2 separate regions of the Sus scrofa genome follow, and region 2 is linked to region 1. Evidence: chromatin contacts called from public Hi-C data. All regions are on one chromosome and are shown on one strand. The core of a region is the stretch at or near the end of the contact, and the rest is flanking DNA. Distances in the headings are between cores, read along the strand shown.

Region 1 (7,118 bases), core at 2,118-4,617:
AAACAATGTTTTAACCTCATAACGCTGAGACTAATCCAGCTAGTATCACTCAAGTGTCCTTTTCTATTCGTGACTCCTTACGAGGGTTCCATGTAGACCAAAACCAAACCACGACACCCCCGGAAGCACAAACAGCTGTGGACCTAGCCACCCTTATTTTACACACTGTTTTTAAGAAGACTCAAGACTTTCTTGCCAAGCCCAAAGTCAATCAGAAATAGCAAATTAAGTGGTCAAGAGCTGTCAACAGTTCCCTGCAAAGTAAGCAAAGAGGAAGAAAACGACCAGACTGCAGACTCCCAAAGCAGAGCAGTCGAGGACTTAGAGCAAGGAGGCCAAAGTTCTTAGGAGCAAGCGCACTAGGTTCCAATGGCTCCATTATGTTAAAGCATAACTCAGTAATTAACCACCCTGAGGTGAAATTTCAGTAACCAAGTGCATTAATTATGTTCTGCAGTTTGTTAAATAAGCTGTGATATTATTCAGTAAGGCCTTTATCTAAAAGTTAGGGTTCTTTAGAGGGATAACCCTCAACTCCTTAGAAAACTCAATTATACGGAATAGTCCACCTCTCCCAGGCAGAATGAAGATTTTTATTCTAGTTTATACCAAATCTCTTTGCGTCTTCTTTACTAGCGTTTCTATCAATACGTGTGGACTAATCTGACCCTATTTTAGACCTAACGGTTGATACAAAACAATGGCAAATACTCAACACAGAGAAATTCCAACACCTCCTTACACTTTATTTTAAAAGGGTCACATTAATTGCTCTGAAAGTACTTGGCACATGGGATCATGGACTATTTAGTACCCGTAACTGATATCACATGCACTATTTAGAAACCAAAAATTAAGCAAAATAGGAAGTTCCTGTGTGGTGCAGTGAGTTAAGGATCCAGGGGTGCCACAGGTGTGGCACAGGTTGTAACTGTGGTGCTGGTTTGATCCCTGGCCGGGGACCTTCCCCATGCATGGAGTACAGCCAAAGAAAAAAAAGAAAAAGAAAAAAAATTAAGTTAAATGGTACGTTTACTCTAAACACTCCAAAATAATTCTAACTTGAGGCTTTTTTACTCTGGTGGTCTCTTCATGTAAGTAACCAAAGTCCCTGTTATCACTAAAAGTAAGGGTATAAGACATCATCAAAATCATCCCACCGCCACTACTCTTATCAATGATGATAGTGTGACTGCTCTGAATCGACATAATTCTCAAAAGACACCTCAAAAATACAATCTAGGAAGGCTCACAGGGATTAAATTTATCACCACTATAAAACGACAGCAGAAATTGGTCTGATTTCCAGTTAAGTACACATCTACAATTCTTCAAAAAGGTCATAATTAATCCAAGTGAAAATTTAAAGTGCAGTATCTTTTTTTGGTAAAGTGCATTATTTGAATTTGGTTATTATGCAATAAGACATGCCATCTTTGATACAAAGTGATGCTTCTGAACTAGGCATGTAGAAACCTGCAGGATGATGGATTTGCACTCATTTGTGCATGCTTAACTGACCTAATGGAGAGCAAATCTGAAAGACCAGCATTAACTGTAGAAAAACAGTGGAACTGGCTCTTACAATTCGCTTGCAGCAACAGTGCCCATTTCAATGGGCAAAATCCACCACAAAATACTAAGCTCAGCTCAGAATCCCGATTAAGCACTTCTGGCGGAGGGGACGGGACACCTTTCTTTCATTTAGGCATCCAACAGTCTTTTAACTCATTACCAAAATAGAAATTCAGCCCAATACCTTGCATTCAGAATCACTAAACAGCTTTCTAGGTAAGCCAGCTCACCTTCTTGGTACTGATTCCTAACCAATCGCTTGTCTTTTTCTGGACTAGTCAAACATAATCAAGTATGCATTACGAGCATGCTCATCATGAGCATTATCCAACCATCGCCATAAATCACCATAAATAGAAAAAGGACAGGTCACAAAAGTGCCATTCTGGTTTCTAACAATCTTTTCCTTAAAATCTAGCCAAATGCAAGTTCGAAGGTTTTCTCTTATCCAAAGAAATCTAAAGTTACTTTGGAGTGTTACCTGAAAAAAATATTAATTTGATCTTGAGCGATTACAACTCATTTCCACAAATTTGGTCATGGTATATGTGAAATGACTCAGGACTTTGAGATCAGATTACACAGGATACACAAGCTCAAAATCAGTGCCTGTCTTAAAACGAAGCAGCTCAGAGTCAAAACTTCAAATTTCAAAAAAACGTTTGATAACGGAAATGGCCTGCTCTTTAAATGGAACTCTTCTGCAGGACGGTCTTCATTTTCTGTAAAAGAAGAACACCTGCCTGCATTCTCTGCAGGGTGTTACCTCAAGTTCTCTACGCAGACAGATGGCTGGGAAAAGGAATTTACCCTGGTAGGAGGCGCACCGTGGAGTAGTGGAGAACTTGGCCTCCAGAAACCCAACCCCAATCCCTTCTCAGGGGAAAGGGTCCAGAAGAGACCGCGGAGGCAGAGACAGACCAAACAAAAGGAAAGGTGGCCAACGTCAGGGGCGACAGCATTAGACACCTGTGGGGAAAACCCCCTTCCTATGCTACAGATGCTCAAGGGCGCGGGGACGGTGGTCGAAGGGAAGGGAGTGGGGAGGAGCATGAGAAGACGATTTTCTCCAAAGTCTAAGTTCACCGAACGTAACTACCTGCCAACAGTGATTACTTAATGACCTGTCCCCAAGGCTGACTCGTAGCAGGGGCTGAAGCCAAGTAGGAAACGCCGCTGTGATTGGCCCCCACCCTCCCCCACCCCGCGGCGGCTTTTCCGCTCCCGAGTCGGAGGCCACCCCCCAGCCGGGAGGCGCAGCAACTCCCCGGCCCGGCCTGGTCTCTCCCGTGGCGCCGCCGACTCGCACTCCCCACCTCCTCTCCCTCGGCCGCCACGACCCAGCCAGGCACCTGCCGGACCCGCTTCCACCTCCGGGCGTCTCCTCCCCGCCGGACGCGCCGCTCGCCCGTGCGGCCGCAGGCCGGGCCCCCGGGAGACTCTGGGAGAGGCCCCTGCAAGGCCGGCGCGGCCCGCGGGGGCGGCGCAGGGCGAGCGGCCGCCCCTCCCGCCTGGCCCCGGCCCGGCCCCCCGCCCGCCCGCCGGGCCTCACCGTCAGGCCGGTGCCCAGCACGATCACGTCGTACTCCTCATTCATGGCGGGGCCGGGGCGGACGGAAGCCCAGAGAAAGCCGAAGGCGCAGCCCGCTAGGGTCGGGGGCTAGGCGGCCACCCTGAGGAGGCAGGGGAGCACGCAGGCCGGCCCGGGCCCGAGGGGAAAGGGAAGCGGGAGCACAGGGAACACGGAGCTGGCGAGGACGGAGCCGGCCGCCACCTCAGACGGGAAGAGAAGAGCGGGGCGGGGGAGGGAGGGAGGACGGGGAGGGGAAGGAGAGGCAGGCGGCAACCGCGGCCTCCGCAGCCGGGGCGGGGCTTAGAGGAGGCCGTCGATCACGCCTTTCCCGCTGGCTCATTGGCTACGTTCCCATCGCCCGACCAACCCCCTGCCTGTCCCACGTCTCGCGAGAAGAGGGCGGGCGGTCCCCCTCGTGGCTTCCGGTTCTTTCCCCCCCCGCCGGGGGGGCAACCAGCCACCGTGGTCGGGGGCTGCAGTGCTGCGCGCTGCCCCCCCCACCTTCCCCAAGGCTGGGGCGAGAACGTGCTTGCAGCCCGGTAGCGGCTGTCCAGTTCCTTATTCCCGCTTTGCTGGGGGATCCGAGGCACACCGTGGACCCCGGGCCCTGCCGCCGCCCTTGGACTTTGGGCCTGCGGCGGCCACGTGGACCGGAACCCGCTGCCCCAGGACTGCGGGCAGCCGCCTGGGGCCCCGCATTCCCGCCTGCCCGCCCGCCCGCAGACCCGGAGCTGACGCCACGTGGCCTGACCCCGGCTGGGCCTGCGACGGCTCAGCTCCTACGCCCCCACGGCGCGCCTTGTCTGGTCTTTTGATGCTTGTCTAGCTTGTCTATCCTGTCTCCCTTTCCTGAAGGAAAAAGGACCCAACATATTTTGAGTTCAGAAATCACTCCTTTATCTTACTTCGTATCCGGTGTCATTCTTGCTTGATGCGTTGCCCCATGTTCGGCCTTAGGAAATTTAGAAGGCTTGCGGGGGGGCGGGGGGGGGGACTGTACAAAGTAACCCTTGAAGTTCTCTTGTGGCCTAGGCGGTTGAGGATCCTGTGGATACAGTTAAATTCCTGGCCAGGGAACTTAACTGCACGCCACTAGTGCAGCCAAAAAAGAAAAAGTAACCCTTAACATTGTAAATCAACTATAATTAAAAGAAAAAGGTAACCTTTAGCATAAAAGGGAAGGCCAGACTTCATTGGAAGCAGGTCTCCACCTACTAAGGAGATAGATAACTTAAACCAGCTGTAAAAATATTAGCTGACCACTATGTGAATAGGTTTAGCCCATGAGCGTAAAAGAAACAATTTCCTGTTTGCCTTCTATACCCTCTATCCCCACCCATCCTTGCCTGGGCCCACCTCCAAACAAACCCACCATTTTTAGGATTCTCTTTGGGATCTCCAGCTGTGAGGGAGGATACAAGCAGTGGCTGGTGTTCACAACCAAACAGAGTAGACCTGTACAGCAGGCCTTTCAGGTAAGTGATTTACCTAAAGGCCTCTGTTTTCAGACAGGTCTGCATACTCAGCAGACAGAAGAGATGGTATTTCAAGATTTACTCTCAGAAGTTCACCGGTGTCTCAGCGTGTTAAGGATCTGGCATTGTCATTGTGGCTTAGCTTCACTACCAGGAACTTCCACATGCTGTAGGAAAAAGAAAAAAGAAAAAAAAAAAAGATTTACTCTTAAATATAGCTGGATAAGAGCTATTGAAAGTGAATCTTTATAGACAGAACTCTGTTGTGTTTAAATCATTCTGATTCAGGAAAGAATGTAACATTTTTACAATGTTTCTTTACCCCATAAAGTTTGAGAGAAGTTCTCCTGTGGTGCAGCCTAAGAATCCAGTATTGTCACTGCAGCTGCTTAGGTCACTACTGCTGTGGTGCAGGTTCAATCCCTGGACCGAGAATCTCCACATGCCGCAGGCAAGGCCAAAAAAAAAAAAAAAAAAAGTTTAAGAACGCATGTCGTATTGGACGATGGCCCTTTTTTGGGGGGAGGGAAAAGAAAGGTATTTAAATTTATATTCAACGTCAACTGGATGTGTTATACATTAGCAACCAAATGAATTTTTATAAATAGACAAAAATCAAGTGCAAAGTTACTAGACTACTGAACAGATTATATATAACAGTGTCACTGACTTTTCTTTGGCTAAACGGGATGCCTTAACAAAATCCTACTGTTGCTCTCCAAGGAGTCAGGCGTTACATACATAGTAGACATTTATTTCTTACAGCCCTGGAGTTTAGGAAGTACAAGGTCAAGGTGTGTTTGGTGAGGATCGGCTTCCTGGTTCCCCCTGTCTTACCACTGTGCCCTCACATGGCAGAAGGGACAAGGAATCTCTCCAGGACTGCTTTTATAATATTACCGATGTTTTTAAACAGACAGAAAATATTGAGTCATATTTTTTTTTAAAAGCTAGAATCTTTTTCACATATTGCCCTAAGTTTCTGAAGGTCGAAGAAGATTTTAAGCATATCAGTTGAATTACGTGTCCACCTGAAGGATAGTTCATTCATGTGGAGTTACCGGAAAACTTAAAGGCAATGGATAAGGGAACTGAATTTAAAGCTAGTAAGTGAGTGTCCATCGTGGCACAGTGGTTAACGAATCCGACTAGGAACCATGAAGTTGCGGGTTCGATCCCTGGCCTCGCTCAGTGGGTTAAGGATCTGGCATTGCTGTGAGCTATGGTGTAGGTCGAAGACGCAGCTCGGATCCCGCGTTGCTGTGGCTATGGTGTAGGCCTGCAGCTATAGCTCCAATCCAACCCCTAGCCTGGGAACCTCCATATGCCGCAGGAGTGGCCCAAGAAATGGCAAAAAAAGAAAAATAAATTAAATAAATAAATAAAGCTAATAAGGCTCCTCAGTCTGATCCCCTACAGTCAAGTTTAGTTTTGTTGGCAGATAAGTCCTATGGCCCTGCCGAAGGAAAAAAAAAAAAAAAAACAAGAAGAAAACCTGGGAGTTCCCGTTGTGGCTCAGTGGTAACAAACCCAACTAGTAACCACAAGGATGCGGGTTCAATCCCTGGCCTCGCTCAGTGGGTTAAGGATCTGGCATTGCCGTGAACTGTGGTGAAGGTGCAGACAAAGCTCAGATCCTGCGTTACTGTGGCTGTGGTGTAGGCCAAGAGCTGAAGCTCTGATTTGGCCCCTAGCTTGGGAATTTCTATATGCCATGGGTGTGGCCCTAAAAAGACCAAAAAGAAAAAAACAAAAACAAAAAAAACCTGGACCAGTCTTCAACAGATTGAAGCATCCAGATTCAACCCACCTATTCTAATTGCCATGGAACTTGGCAGACAACAAATACTGTTTATGGTGAAGTGGCTTGAAAGCCACAAATTGGTTCCGTGTCTCAAAGGCCACAGAGGGCAGTTCCTGACAGAGAAAAACCTTAGGTTGGGGGAAGTAGGAGGGTGGCGGAGAGGAGTGGAAACCTCCATCCACCTTGGAAATGTTTCAGATCCTAACCCAAAACAAGAGCGGTCCAGTGAGAGTCTTATTTATACTTGGGTTTTTGAGAATAATTCTTTGCGGACCTGTTTCTCCTAAGCCTCTGCCTGCCCTTTGAAGAGACTGAGTTCAAAGAAAAGAAAACGAGAGTGAACCTTAGTCCAGATGGTCTTTCTCTGTCCAAAACCACAGCAGTTTCTCACCAGTGTTTCCCTTCCTGGCAGTGAGAACCATTAGGCCAGGGCTTCAGTCGGAGCCACATCTGCCACCTACACCACAGCTCTCAGCAATGCCAGATCGTTAACCCGCTGAGTGAGACCAGGGATCAAATGGGCATCCTGATGGATGCCAGTCAGGTTTGTAACCTGCTGAGCCACAACAGGAACTCCCCGTTATCTTCTTAAAACACAAATCTGAGCATGTCCACGCTTTTGCCTGCCTTTGCGTTGAGAGTAAAACGCAAATGCTTGAATAGGGCCTAAAAGTACGGTTTCATCTGCCTC
Region 2 (7,118 bases), core at 1,973-4,472, 110 kb before region 1:
AGAGGCGGCTCAGATCCCGCGTCGCTGTGGCTCTGGCGTAGGCCTGTGGCTACAGCTCCCATTCGACCCCTAGCCTGGGAACCTCCATATGCCGCGGGAGCGGCCCAAGAAATAGCAAAAAGACAAAAACAAAAAACAAAAACAAAAAAACACACCACCTGGGTTAAGACCCCAGCTGTGCGACTGACTTCCCAGGTGTGCGAGCACAGTTTCACCTCCAAGTTATCAATAACGACGACTGTCCTGCAGCTGTCACGGGGCTTGTGGCCAGTGCCCAGCACACAGCCTGGCAGCTCAGTGGCTCTCCCCGAGGTCCCTCCATAGGCCGCGTGGACATATGCCCCCGGGCCCTCCCCAAAGGACAGGGACCGCCTGTCCTTCTCTCTCTCAACACCACAGAGGCCAAGGAACTGTTTAGACTAAAGACAGCAAGGTCTTGCTTGGAGCCCAGATCCCTGACCACACTTTCATCTCCTGCCTGCCTCTTACTTCCATGGCAGAAGCTCCTGAGTGCAGAAGCTGAATACAGGACTCACTTTTTCAGCTTTCCAAACACACACTTAACCTTGGGTCAATCCTGATGTGTATTACTCTTGCTAAGTAACAAACACTGGATTCCCTTTAGGATGTGGCTTGCCCTAAATTCTTTGCTCGTAAGGATAAGCCCATGTTATTAGACTGCAACCTTTACTTTGGTGAGGTGTTACATTAAAAATAAACCTACACGGTTTGGTTAGAGCAGGCCACACATATAGAATTGGAGACCAGACTGTTAAAATGGCTTAAAGTGCCTACCATGGGTCTCCGCTTCTGCTGGGATAGCAGCGCTGTCCTGAATTCAACACACTGAGCTTATTCATTCGTGTTGAGAATAAAAATGTCAGCAGGATGAATTTTGGGAGACATATCTGAAATAAAACAATGACAGTGTCAAAAGTAACCATGGGCCCCAGCAGCTGTGCATCCATTAGTTCAGAATGCATTTTCTTCTCAAGATACATCCCTTAAATGATGCAAAAAAAAAAAAAAAAAAAGATCAGAAGTGATGCTGTGCTACTGAATGCTGTACATGAACAAAAAAAGTGTGTTTAAGTAGTTTTTCATGGTGAGCTGTTCATTGCGTACTTAATTGAACTAACCAAACCCAGATCACACTGACAGGGTCAAAGTCCTACTCCTGCCTGGCGTGGAATGCCACGTAAAAGAGAGATGTTCATTAAATGCCTTTGATCATGTGGAAGGTGGGGGTTTTGCAAAATCAATTAAAACACTCTTGCTTTGCTAGGGCTGTAATTCCCTCTTAAGCTAAATGTACCCTTAAGCTTCTCCCTTTTATTCCCACTACCTTTTTTTTTTAATCAGTGTAAAAATACTTTAGATTTTTTTCTTTCCGGTTTTTCACAGTACTTTCACTGCGCATTTCGTTTGCCCTAGAATTACGCTGCAGGCAGGAAAGTTTGCTTCCTCCAAGAACGGCCCTTTGCCCTTGAATCCACTGTATTCTTGGGTCGCCAAATGGTAAAGAAGGCTCTCTGAAGAACTGAGGTCGCATGTGTCGCAAGCGCGAGGAGGGCAGATGCCCTCCCTGTGTCTCTGTTAGATGCTAATGGCCTCGCGTACGACCTCCTCCGCTTCGGCTGGGAAGAAGGTGCAGCTCCCACGCTGGGCTCGTACCGGGGCTACCCGCGGAGTGGTCCCCCGTGGGTATATCCTAGGTTCTGGACAATGACTACCCACAGCCCCCATCCGAACCTGGCAATGACCACGCACAGCCCCGCATCCCCTCCAAGGTGCGCGGCGCCCCGGCGGGTCTGAAGTCCAGACAAGGATAACCCGCCCTGCAATGCGCCGGCCCGCCGGCCGGGGACCAGAGCTGGAAACCGCTTCTGAGCCGCATCGAGTCCCCGGACCTGCTCTTTTAAGGACATGGCCCTCCGACCCAGGCCCAATCGGACGCCCCTGGCGACACCTCAGAGCCGGGCGCGTCACCGCTCCGGGCGAATGCAGCCAGGGGCGCCCTTCGGTCCCCACAGCCGGCCCCACGCTCCCCGAGCCCCGCACATACCCACGTCGCCCAGGAAGCAGCCGTCCGCGGTGCGGGGCTCCATGCCGCCGGCTCCCGCGCGCCCCGGTTCCGCCGCCCGGCCACCGGCACCGACGGGACCTGAGCCTGGACTTGGGCCGGGACCGCGCCGCCCGCTGGGCGGGGCCAATCGGCGCCACCGCGCGTCGGCTCAAGGTGGCCGCGCGCTGGGACTTGTAGTTTCCTTCCCGCCCGCGCGGCTCCCTGGGCTCCAGGCCAGCGCCGCGCCGCGTCCACCTGCGTCCCATTCCGCGATCGCTGAATGTGCTGGGCAAAAGCGTTCGCGCGCAAAGTATATGTTCTTTTTGCAAACCTGAGGTGTGTCCATGTGCAGATGGTGTCTGTGTGCAAAACGTCCATGCATCCAGGAGCAAAATATTTCCTCATGCAAAACATGCGCGTGTGACCATGTACACAGGGTGTCCGTGTGCCAGTGTGCAGAACATGTGACCATGTGCGCAAGTGCCCTTGTGCAAAACATGCATCTGTGTGCAAAATGTGTTGCACATGCAAATTGTGCCTGTATGTCCACGTGCAGTGTGTCCAGTGTGCAAAACATATCCGTGTCCAAGTGTCCGTTGCAGAATAGGCCCATGTGTCCATGTGCAAAAAAGTGTCCAGCTGCTGCAACTCCCTACCTTCCTTTACATGGACTGGGCTGCGTGCGCTAAGCTCCAGAGTGCCCCCATGCTTTCATTTTAAGGACAGACTTTCTACAGGAGCTGGCATACTCCCTGTTTCTTTCATCTTTCCAGAGAAATCATTCCAAATTGTTCATGTTCATTAAAACAAACACCTTTTGAAGTCTTGCAGTAGAACTGGAAAATGTGTTTGAGTCCCAGTGGGTGACTGAATAATGGAGCTTTTTTTTTTTTTCTTCTGCAAAGCAGCTTATGAAGTTCAGGTACAACCTTGCCCAAGTTCGTTGCAGCCATGTCAGGGAGTAATACGTGTGAAAGAAAAAGAGAGGAAGCAGAACCAGGCAGAAGGGGCAACCAGACTGCAGTGCAGACCCAACCCAGCAGGAAGCTTGGAATCCCACATTGGGCAGGAAATGGTTAAGCCCCATGTAACCCTATGGTGTTCAGTCATTGGTCAGCTGCCACCCCAAGAAAGGCAGGACTTTGGCTTAAAAACCAAAGCAAACTCTGAATCAGCTGACGTTGGGGATGTCCTCTAACCATACTCTTTGCTTTTAAATGGCAGGTTCTTTCTTTAAGAGGGACCAGAGCAGCCTTATCCCTCAGCTGGACGCCAGTAATCCTTACCCTCCCTGGAGTTTCAGAGCCACTGCTTTAAGGTTACCTGTTTGCTTGTCCTCGTTCATTTCAATACTAAGAGATAATTACACCTAGGTTGTATTCTGCTACTGAGATAATTTTTGCGGTTGTTATAATTTGCTTTTTTGTATTACCTAGTTATTTTGTCGTAGATGTTTCTCTGGATTGGACCAGGTGGTATGCCGGATGGCCCTCCTACCTAAACCAAAGATGTCTAACATTCAAGCGAGGAAGTAAAACTAGCAGTTAATTCAAGAGATGATTGATGATAGGACATGATTGGGGAAATTTCGAGGAAACAAACAAACATCAATTTTGGACCAGTAATGGGCGTTTTTCCACAGAGTGGGTGGAACGGAAGCTAGAAAACAAGCTCTAACCCCGTTTCCTTCCTCTCCTCTTGTCCAGTTTCCTCTGAGAGATTTTCCTCTGTTTGCTTTTTTCCTCCTGTTCTTTCCTTTCTCCACTCCAACATAACAAAAAAACTTCTGTCAGTCAGTAATGTTTATCTATTGAGTTTCCCCCACTCTTTTTTTTTTTTTTTCTTTTTCTTTTTAGGGCTGCACCTGCGGCATATGGAAGTTCCCAGGCTAGGAGTTGAATCAGAGCTGTATCTTCTGGTCCACACCCAGCCACAGCAATGCAAGATCTGAGCCACATCTTCGACCCATGCCACAGCTCACTGCACAGCCAGATCCTTAATCCACTGAGCAAGGCCAGAGTCTGGACCTGCATCTTCGTGGATCCTAGTGGAGTTTGTAACCCGCTGAGCCACAACGGGAATTCCCCATTGAGCCTCCACTGTGTGAAATATTTGACACTGGGCACTATGGGGGATAGGCGAGAATGGAAAATGTGATCCTAAGACCTAAAGAGGTTTCTGCCCCTGCCTCCCTCCTGCTTCCCCCAACCTTGGCCACCATTCATCGGTCATCAGAATTATCTTTTTAAAATACAGATCTGATCAGATCTCATCATGTCCTCAATACGCCAAAGGCCTGTCTCACAAACGACTTGCCATCCTCAGCAATGCTGAGCATTCACGCGTCTGTGCCCTTCTGCTTCCTCTGCCTGCAGAATCCTACTCAGCCTTGAGGGACCAACTTAGATCACCTCTCCCACGAAGGCTGCCTGGTTCCTATAGCCAAATTTAATCCCTCATGCCTTTGTATTTGCCCAGAAACTTTTTTCTTTATATTTTTTTAAACACATAGCACTGTGTTTACACTCTTCTTACAGCATTTGGGGGTGGAGGGTTGTAACGTAGCTAAGTTTCACAAGCTGGGCAACCGAGTACTCTTCAAACACAGAGATATTCTTAGTTTTCTTCTTATTAAAGATAATTTAACTTTTTTTCTCCCCCATTTTTATATGCACATACCTCTATTCCTCACTCTCTGAATACAGCTCTGTGTGTGCATATGTGTTGTTGGAGAATTGGGGGATATATTTTTGAGAGAGAAAAAGAAGGCAAATATTAACTCCAAGGAATATAAAAAGCTGTACAATATTGTGTTTATGGCTTAGCCGTGGACATGATAAAAATGATGATACTGCTCTATTGGGAACGTGGAAGGAGGCCAACGTCTATCTGCAGGCTATTGTCTAAAAGAGCTCAGTCCTCACCACCCATATTAGGACGATCCTACCCCGAACTGAGAGATCAAGAGTGGCAAAAACCAAACCCAAAAAACCCCACGTGTTTTTAGAAGCATGTAGCAAAATAGCACAAAAAACGGAAGTTTTTGTCTCTGAGGAGCGGGGAAAAAAGGGAGGTAATTTACATAGGAACATGGACCCAGCTTGGGGAGTCAGGACAGGCTTCCTAGACTGAGACCTGAATACACATTCGTTAGAAGACGAGACATCAGGCAGAGCACAGGTCTGGCAGGGATGAGGTATGTGGACTTTTGGCCACATAAAAAAGCAGTGTGGTTAGAGCACAGAGTGCCACGGAAGGTGGGATTGGGATTGGGGTTGCAAAGACGGCTGTTATTATGAAATGGAAAAGTGAGCAGTGTCAGCTCCCAGAAAGCCTGAGAAACCATGCAGAAGAATTTGGACTCTAATTAGGAAAACGGAATCATGAGTAATTTTAAGCAACTTTCTTCAAAGTCATACATTTCCAAACGAAAGTGATCAAAGAAAGAATAGTTGCTCTTTTTTTTTTTCCTGCAAGCAAAACCTCGTGTTCACTGTTGTTGCCCTGTTGCGATTTTTTAGTGTTGCTGTTTTCAACAGTCTTGAAGTATGAATGACACAAATGTCAGTTTACACACAAGCACACATGTACATTTTTTGTTTTGTTTTGTAGTGTGGCACCTGCCACATATAGAAGTTCCCAGGCTAGGTGTCTCATCAGAGCTATAGCAGCTGGCCTACCCCACGGCCACGGTCATAGCAACGCAGGATCCGAGCCATGTCTACAACCTTCACCAAAGCTCACAGCAACACTAGATCCTTATCCCATTGAGCAAGGCCAGGGATCGAACCCACATCCTCAAGGATACTAGTTGGGTTCATTTTCGCTGAGACAGGATGGAACTCTTGTACGCTTGTATGTAGGTATAGTCATGTTAACATTATGTGTATTGTGTTTATTTGTATTTTATATACTTACATTTACCTGTGTGTCACTTTTTTACTCTGCTTTCAAGTCACAGCCCTATCAAGGGGAAATGGAAAATGGATTTGGTCAGATTAACCACTGTTCTGATGAAAAGGCACATCCGGTCAGAGGATGCATTTCACAAGCATTATAAAAACGAGAGCTGGAGTTTCTGTCGTGGTGCAGTGGTTAACGAATCCGACTAGGAACCATGAGGTTGTGGGTTCGATCCCTGGCCTTGCTCAGTGGGTTAAGGATCTGGTGTTGCCGTGAGCTGTGGTGTAGGTTGCAGATGCGGCTCAGATCCCGCGTTGCTGTGGCTCTGGCGTAGGCTGGCAGCTACAGCTCCGATTCGACCCCTGGCCTGGGAACCTCCATATGCCACAGGAGCGGCCCAAGAAATGGCAAAAAGACAAAAAAAAAAAAAAAACCACAAGCGCTCAAGAACAAAAATTCCATCCTTGCAAACAATTTGAGAATCTGCCTCCTAGATATCAACTTGGGAAGAAAAAAAAAAAAGGTAGGGGCAGGAGGAGGGAAGATATTTTTTCTTGGAAGTTTCTATAGTTCTGAAGAAAAATAAAATCATTCTTTTTAGTACAAAAGGTAAAACAAGTACAATTAATAAGTCATTTTTAATTTCTTGGGATGACAGTTTAGTAGTTTCATAGTGTAACTGTTGTCGGATAGATTAAGTTCATCTTTTAAAATCAGTCCCCTGGAGTTCCCACTGTGCCTCGGCAGAAACAAATCTGACTAGTATCCATGAAGATGCAGGTTCAATCCCTGTCCTGGCTCAGTGGGTTAATGATCCAGTGTTGCCATGAGCTGTGGTGTAGGTTGCAGAGGCAGCCTGGATTCTGCGTTGCTCTGGCTGTGGAGTAGGCTGGCAACTGCAGCTCCGATTGGACCCCTAGCCTGGGAACCTCCATATGCCAGGGGAGCAGCCCTAAAAAATAAATAAATAAATAAATAAATAAATAAATAAATAAAGTTAGAATCTTTTATTAAAAACCCCTATCAAGTTGAGGAAGATCCCCTCTGTTGCTAGTTTGTTGAGTGGTTTTTTTTTTTTTTCCAATCAGGGTATTGGATTTTGTGAAATGCTTTTTATGTATCTATTGAAAGAATGATGTGACTTTTGGTT

Evidence for each region. Hi-C and Micro-C count contacts between places; a contact is called where the count stands out from the background.
Region 2: a contact with region 1 is called in a Hi-C map of liver, with 6 times the contacts expected there. The contact joins the promoter of ASB13 here to the promoter of GDI2 in region 1. A contact is called at or near these places in 1 of 5 promoter capture datasets (liver), 1 of 47 Hi-C or Micro-C datasets (liver) and 1 of 2 datasets of contacts at active chromatin or transcription factors (alveolar macrophages).

Annotation. Positions count from the first base shown.
Region 1 is chr10:65,156,949-65,164,066 of Sscrofa11.1, reverse strand. GDI2 (GDP dissociation inhibitor 2) reads right to left here and starts at 3,367. Exons shown (of 11, transcript NM_001001643.1): 1 at 3,128-3,367. The coding sequence starts at 3,172.
Region 2 is chr10:65,270,580-65,277,697 of Sscrofa11.1, reverse strand. It overlaps ASB13 (ankyrin repeat and SOCS box protein 13), which reads right to left and starts at 3,222. Exons shown (of 8, transcript XR_002336428.1): 1 at 2,066-3,222; 2 at 796-908.